Regions from separate parts of the Ovis aries genome. Here region 1 is linked to region 2. Evidence: chromatin contacts called from public Hi-C data. All regions are on one chromosome and are shown on one strand. Each heading gives the region's core, a stretch centred on a gene start, on an enhancer-like site or on the middle of the called end of the contact. The rest is flanking DNA. Distances are from core to core; before and after follow the strand shown.

Region 1 (3,691 bases), core at 630-3,129, 110 kb after region 2:
TCAGTCCTTTGTCAGCATCTCATTTCAGCTCGGTTTTTTTCTTCTTTTTTTTTTTTTTTTTAAAGCATCTGCTGTAGGTGTAATAGCGTGTTAATACATTAAGAAAAGTGTTCCAAATAGGTGGTTATTTCTAGTAATAGAATTCTTTCCATTCTTTTGCTGCTTTATAGTTTCGCATACACCTCACTCGATGGCGATAAAGAAATATAAGCAGTGTATCTTCCCTTTTTGCAGATGAGGCAGATGAGGCCTGGAGAGCATGTATGTGCTGTAGGTCAGCCTGCAACCCAGCAAGTCCTTCTACACCAGTAAGCTGACCAGACTAGATTTGTGCTGTGTCGTTATGGGAAGAGGAGGATATTCCTGGCTTTGGAGAGAATGTGTCTAGCCTGGCCAGGGCTCCACTGGCGGCTACCACTTTGAGTGACAGCTGAGGCCTGGACCATGCCTCCTTGCCCCACCCCCCAGCCCTGCTGCCTCAGGAAAGCCTTTCACACATGCCATTTCTGACATTTGTATTAAAGAAAACACTTGATACTCTTTGATTCTGCTCCACGCTGAAAGCTAGACGTATATTTCACTACAGGAAAAACAAAACGAAAAGCATGTAATAGAAAAAAGGCAATTTATACATTTTATCATCGCCTAACCTTTGAGGCTTGAACATTCTGGCAGCCATCTCTCTATTCTCTTTTATTGTGCTCTTTTGGTCTAATGTGGAGGCATTTCCTCTTGGTAGGCTTCCCTCTCCTCTTGGCATGCCCTTTACATCCCCGTCTTGCATGTCTTTCAGGGAACATGATTGGTGTTCTCAAGCCCTTGCTCAGTTAGCTAATAAAGAGCTCCTGCTTATTAAGGGTCATTTGTCCAGCAAGCACTTGGCTGAGCAGGTCTCAGAGGGCATCTCGTATAATTCATTCTAGCCACCCCATCACTTGGTGTTCTAACACATCCCCATTTTGTATCCCCAACCCCGTCCCCCCCCCCCAAAAAAAGTGTGTTGTCAAGAAACCTGCTCAGTATCACACAGCTAGTAAGTGACAAAGCTGGGATTCACCTGTTCTGTCTGCCACCAGAGCCGGTGGTCTGATAACACAGACAGACTGATGGTGTCCCTGCCTGTGGCCGGTTCAGCAGCTGTGTGCTCTTATTATTTTGTGGGACATCTCCTTTCACAGAATGTAATCTGGGCTGTCTGTTTTAATAGCTAGCTGATTTTGTATTTGAGTTTTTTGTTGTTGCTGGCTTAATAGCTGCCTGATTTTGCACTTAAAGATTTTCCCTTATTCGGATTCTCAAAATTAGTCTAGTGTTTAAAACATAAGCCAAGAATCTCATTTTCTTCTTATTTATATCTTTATGGTTGCAGAGCAGAGAAGTTTGCTTAGGTGGATCTTGTGTAACAAAAATAATTGGTTGTTGGAATCCACATTGCTGCTTTCTTAATTGTTGCCCATTTGGACGTATTTGAGGACTGCATAGAAACCTTCTGTTGTATAGAAGTTTGTGTTTTGTGACAAATTTTAAGGCTAATTTACTGCTGCCTACTCTTGTACCTCCTAGAAGTTTTCCTTTATTTTTCTCCCCAGAGATGGAAATGTTATTCTGCTTTGTGGGTAATACATTCAGAAAATCAGATCCGTTTGTGTATGTGAGAGAGAGAGAGAGAGAGAGGGAAGAGAGGGCAGGGAGAGAAAAGAAGAAAGAGGAGGAGGAAGAAGAAGGAGAAGAGAAAGAGGAAGAAGAGTTAGGGAGAGAGGGAAGCAGACAGGATTTGATTTGCAAGATTATACACTCAGCTACCAAAAGCTGTTGGTCTGAAGCCGTATCTGTAGTGTTCAGTATGATTCACACACAGAAAATGTGGTCACAATTAAATGTGATGAGAGTTTAGTTCTCAAGGATGACGTATATGAAGAGGGTGGTTATGTCATGCTGTGAGCGTATTAAAGCAGCTGACAACATTCTTGTGCTGCTTTTGCCTGGACTTACAGGATGCCTGGTTCTTAACACTTTCTTGAGCATGACCAGGTTGACGGTCCTCTTTTCCCTTTACCTTCTTTACTAATAGTAAGCAGATTCCTAAGAAGTGAAGGTGTATTCAGACACAAGCCATTTGGCGTATCCTTGTCTCTTAATTCTTCGTAGATTTTTTTCATGAATGTTAACTTTGCCCAAAGTTGGAAACTGTGTTCAACTCTAGTTCAACATTCTGGCTGTTTCCAGTGTCCAGGCCCCTTTTATCATCCTTTTCCTCCTCCAGTAGCTACTAGATGATCTGTTTTGCCCCTTAGCGCTCAGCTCCCACAGCTGCCTCTCACCTTCTGCAGCCACCTCTCCATCAGCTGGAAGCAGCCTGCAGCAGTCAGGATCAGCAAGGAAGCCACCCAGGGGTCTGGGAGCTGCCAGATGCTACACGGGGATCCTCAGCCCTACTCCCAGGGCTCATTTGTTGTTTTTAGACTCTTAGCTGACTGATTATTCCAGTAGATGGGGAAAATTATACTGCGATTGGCAAACTAAAGAGTGACCCAGCTCACCTTTGTTTAATCCAGCTGCATTTATTTGTCTATTTCTGTGTCCTAGTGCCCTGCCCTCTTCCTCTTCAGGTGTGAGACCACTGACATCCTCACAGAAAGTGCCCCTTGTTGTGTCTTTAAGGGACACAGGCTCTTTAAAAAAGCTTGGATTGAAAAACCTGCTGCATAAAATATTACTTAAGGGTTCTGCTAATGCTTTTCACTCTGTATAATCGGCTCCAGTTTCATCCATCTCATCAGAATGTCCTGGCAGAGAACATTGGGGTACATGTGTCTCTTTCTATTTGCAACTTTTAAGGACACTGTTCTCCATAGTGGCTGCTAGTTTGCAGTTGCTGATGTTGAGCATCTTTTCTAATGAGGGGTACCTGCAGATGTGTTCCTGATGCTGGCCGCCTGTGATGGAGCAGCGTCACCAGCGCGGGGGCAACGGCAGTGGGCCGCGTGCCTGCAATGATGGTTTCATTCTCTGCAGCTCGGAAGGCAGATTAATTTCATTTGTGCACAGGCACACAGGCAGGGAAGTGTTCTACGGTTTGACACAGATGACAGTCTGGCTGGAAGCTAGCAATTGGGGGGAAAATAGCTGAAAACAAAATGATAGTTTTGAAGGCAACATAGTTACAAGACCCAGTATGTATTTATCATTTTCTTCGGAAAATCAAAATTGTCACCATGGAAAAAGCACCTAGAAACCAAGCAGTGCCCTTGCCCTCCCTGTGTTTTAGCATTTATGTAGCAGTTTGTATAGAAGGACACTTGTATAAAGTGATTCTAGTATGGTTGGTTAATTTTGCCAAAACCATGAGATGAAACAATTAGTATGTTTGCTCTTTTTGATTTGAAAATGTTAAGAGTATCTCAGTGTAAAGTAGGGGTGGGGGAGGGTGAAACCTGCCCTGTGACTGAAGGAGGCAGTCACAGCTTGGTGGGAGCATCGCTTGAAAATCCAGCTCTGTGCATGAATAATTGGTAGAGAGCCACCACCAAGCTCTAACGGAGGGGCGAGAAGTAGGAGCTAGGAAGGAGACATCCCCAAATAGTGCCAACCTCAGTGACCGAAACCCAGAACCCTATAAGGACAAACAGCTGCGCAGTTGAACTTAACGCAGATATTACACTTAATCACAGTTTTCAGAAACATGTGAGTG
Region 2 (3,709 bases), core at 1,116-3,615:
AATATAGCAACTTTAATAAGTAAGCTATTATTGTCACATGGCAACAAGTAACTGGAGAAGAATGACTGATGCCCCTCTGAGATAGCACCAATTTGCCACAGTCCTCACTCGGCCCTTTCGCTCATTTGGATTTCCTTTCCTGGTCCCTGTATGCATTCCTGAGGTTTTCCAGTGTATGATTCCCCGAACTGGTTTGCCAGCCCTGAGTTGCCTAGGATAAAAAGCTTCCACTGCTACAAAAACTAGATTCAAAGCAACATTTCCTTTAAGTAACTCTGATAAGACCTGATGAAGAACTTTTAAACAAGCTCAAAGAAATGCAGGGAGAGCAAAAAGAGAGAGATGGCCTTCTGGAAGTCAGAGACGCTCTATAGGAAACTCTCCATTCTGGCAGACAGCTAGAACGGAGGTCCTGCAAAGACTGGGCACTTTATGGGAAACTCTCAGCCTAGTGTTTGAAGCTTAGTAGGAGGTTAATAAATATTTGTTTCCATCTTCCTAAGAGCAGATGCAGAGCACAGCAAGGAGGAAATGGAGCCAGAACAGTGTAATGCAACACACAAAAGCACAGCATGCCAAGAGAGAAGGAGAGAGGGGGTAATTGTAGCCTAGAGAGCAGTAGCAGCAACAGAACAAGCCTAGAGAAGTTAGGATGACAAAGCCAGGTACTATAATAACCGGAGACTTCATAACCACAGCATGATTCTGATAGATCTTTGCTAGTCACACATCTATATGGTAAGTAGGAGCATAGAGTAGATAGATGAAGACTACATTAATTAGGCAGAGAAATTCAGACAGAAATTCACACCAAGACTCTAGTGATGAGAAAGCATTCAACCCTTTAGTGAAGGATTGTTGGTTAAAACTAATAATACACACACAGATGTGTTACAGAGGATATGTAAAATATGCAGGATAGCTGTGTGCAGTTGAAGTAAAGAAATTTTATACTTAGGTGAAGTTGTTTAAAATTTGTGTGTGTGTGTGTGTTTACCAATGGTGTAGCTTTAGTTACTTTGAAACAATTTAATTCCAAAGCCCCAATTAAAAAAAAATTAGTCACTAACTGAAGTAAAATTTCCTGCAGATCATGTCACTGTAGCAATAACCTATCAGAGAATGTTAGACAAAGGCTACTGAACAGCACAATGAAAGGTTATCGCAATTGTGATGAAATTTTTTTTCCCTAGTCCTTTACTTAGGGTGATAGCCAACCAGCCAGTGTTTATACATAGGGTTTGCAATATGTATTTAAATATTTAACAATCTTGAGAGGCAGTGACTGACAATAACATGCAGTGCCCAGTATGAGTGCTTAATAAGTGGTAAAACAAAATACTGCATGATGAGAAACAGCAGTCAGTAAATCTATTATACTCTAAAATATTTCAAAGCCTAGTAACTATTTAGAAACGCATAAAAAAGCAAACATAATGTGTTGGCTAAATTAGGATAATAAAGGAAACTTTATATTCACTAAAAAGTTTACTCAGATAATTTTCTTTTAAATTGCTTAGGGGATTGAGAGAAGGTATGGGAAAGGGGAGAGCGTATGGATTAAAATCACACACACAACTTTTTTTTGAACCACGTGGAAGTCTGCTGACGACAGACCGGGATGTTACATCCTGCACAATGGAGGGGTGCTCCAAGCGCCTTCAAAACTCCCTCTAATTCAGTGCCAACTGGCAAAGCCCTCCAAATTTCTAGACTTCTTCAAGCTTTAAAGGACTGGGTTTCGGAAGAGGAGGCTCCTGGTGCGCGTGTGGAACACCTCCGAAAGTGTGCCGCGACACGGTGACACCGGGAAAGCTAATGCTCCCATATCCGGAGAGCAGGTTCTTTATTTACAGCTAGTTAACCCGAGGAAACTAAGTTAGGCTTGGGAACCTAAACCGCCGTGCTTCCGGGGACCCTGCGCAGCCTTCCGCCGCTGGAGAACTCGGCGACCAGGGCTGAGGTGCCCGCGCCGTTAAGTTTGGGGAAGGAAGCGAGAGAGGAAAAAAAAATAGAGCTGCTCCTTTAAGAACTTCCTTTCCCTTTTACTCTATGTTTACATAACACGGGGGCGAGCCGCCGCTGGGCCCGAGGGGGGCGGGGAGTGGACCCGGGCCGCCCCACGCGCCGGGGGAGGGGGCGCCGGGTGGGCGGAGGGCTGCGGGCGTCTCGCGGAGGGCGGGGCGGCTCCCACCTGCCCGCGCGCGGGCGGGGCGCCTCTGCGGCCGGCCCCCGCCCCTCCCCCGCCCGCTGCCCCCGCCCCTCCCGGGCTCGCTCGCTCCCTCCTTTCCTCCCTCCCGCGGGGCTTCGGCGGCGGCGGCGGCTGCGGCGCTTCGCGCGGTGGGTCTCCCTGCTGCCCAGTCCCATTTGTTGCCGAGTCCAGCTCGGGGCAGCCGCGGCGCGCGGAGCTCTTAGAGAGCCCGGCAGGGCAGCCACGCAGCCACGACGGAGCAGCCGCGGGACTGGCCGCCCCGCGCCCCCTTCGCCGCCGTGCCCTTCCCCGGCGCACTCACTCCCTTCTCGGGATGGGATTGTAGCGGCGGCGCGGACTCGGCGGGGATCGCGGCGGAGGCGGCGGCGGCGGCGGCGGCCGAGCAGGGCTCCATGTTTTCCCCCAGCCAGGAGGAGCACTGCGCCCCCAATAAGGAGCCCGTGAAATACGGGGAGCTGGTGGTACTGGGGTGAGTCCGGGGATCCCCGACCAGGGGAGCTTGGGGGCGGGCAGCAAGCGCTCCGGGTTGGGTGGCCGCCGCGCACCCACATCCCGGAGCAGGGCCATCGGGGTGGTTTGGGGGTTCTCTGGCCATCGGTAGGGCGCTTGGGCCGGTAGAGCGTCTCGGAGGGCTGGGACCGCGGGAGTGGGGGTGGGATGCCCCGATCCGCGCGCGCGGGTCGCTGCGGGCACAGGGATGCGCTATCCGCGCCGAGGACGGTGGCGAGGGAAGTGGCGGAGCGCGGTCAGCCCGGGGCGAAGGCAGCGGCGGGGACTGGGGCGACCTCGGAGCCCCGCGGGGCGTAGCGTTCGGGGGCTAAGTCCTTGGCATTACCGCGGGGGCAGAGGCTCGACTTCCCCGCGTGCCCCTGGCCGGGTGTCGGGGATAGGGACCAGGGTTGAAGCACAGCCGTCGTGGGCACCTCGCGGTGTCCGAGGACTACCCCTCCACCTTGGCGAAACTGAGAGGCCCCCAGGGTCCCTCTGCTCCCTCTTATTGTGAGCCCCGGGCCCGGAACTCCAGGCGCGGCACCGGCGGCTCTGCGCTGCGGGCAGTGGGATCCGAGCGAGGGGCGTCCGCGGGCAGCGCCTTGCATATTGTTATGGTGACCGCCGCAGCAGCCGCAGCCCCAGGGCAGTGAACTGTCTGCGACCCGGGCGGCCGGGCCGGCCCTCGGCTCTCTCCGCCGGGAGTGTCGTGGAGCCGGCAGGAAAGCCGCTGCACCCGCCCGGGCTCCGGGGCGCGCGGGGCTGCATCCTCTCTGTCCCTCGGTCCTGGGATTTGGCCTCGCAGATGTCCTCCCAGCGGCGGGGAGCTCGCCATCCTCGCTTGCCTCTGCTCCCTCTCGGCTTGTGAAAACCACATTCTGAAGATAGTAATTATCTACAATCTTTAAACGGCAGCAATTAGAGACTTCATCTACTTCCTGAGTTTCCTTGTGACATTTCTATTGTTTACCCTTAATAAGCCTGGAGAGAGGCTTCGCTGGGATTAAA

The links. A called contact is a pair of places that touch in the nucleus more often than the background predicts.
Region 1: a contact with region 2 is called in a Hi-C map of tail adipose tissue, with 4 times the contacts expected there. The contact joins the enhancer-like site here to the promoter of PELI2 in region 2. A contact is called at or near these places in 5 of 16 Hi-C or Micro-C datasets (hypothalamus, muscle, omental adipose tissue and 2 more).

Annotation. Positions count from the first base shown.
Region 1 is chr7:66,711,137-66,714,827 of ARS-UI_Ramb_v3.0, forward strand. All of the region lies in intron 2 of PELI2 (pellino E3 ubiquitin protein ligase family member 2), which reads left to right. Among named protein-coding and RNA genes, the nearest start is that of PELI2, 110 kb to the left of the region's middle. Within about 2 kb of position 1,880, at least 4 of the 54 cell types and tissues checked have an H3K27ac peak or open chromatin away from gene starts, as enhancers often do.
Region 2 is chr7:66,603,547-66,607,255 of ARS-UI_Ramb_v3.0, forward strand. It overlaps PELI2 (pellino E3 ubiquitin protein ligase family member 2), which reads left to right and starts at 2,366. Exons shown (of 5, transcript XM_042252565.1): 1 at 2,366-2,681. The coding sequence starts at 2,605.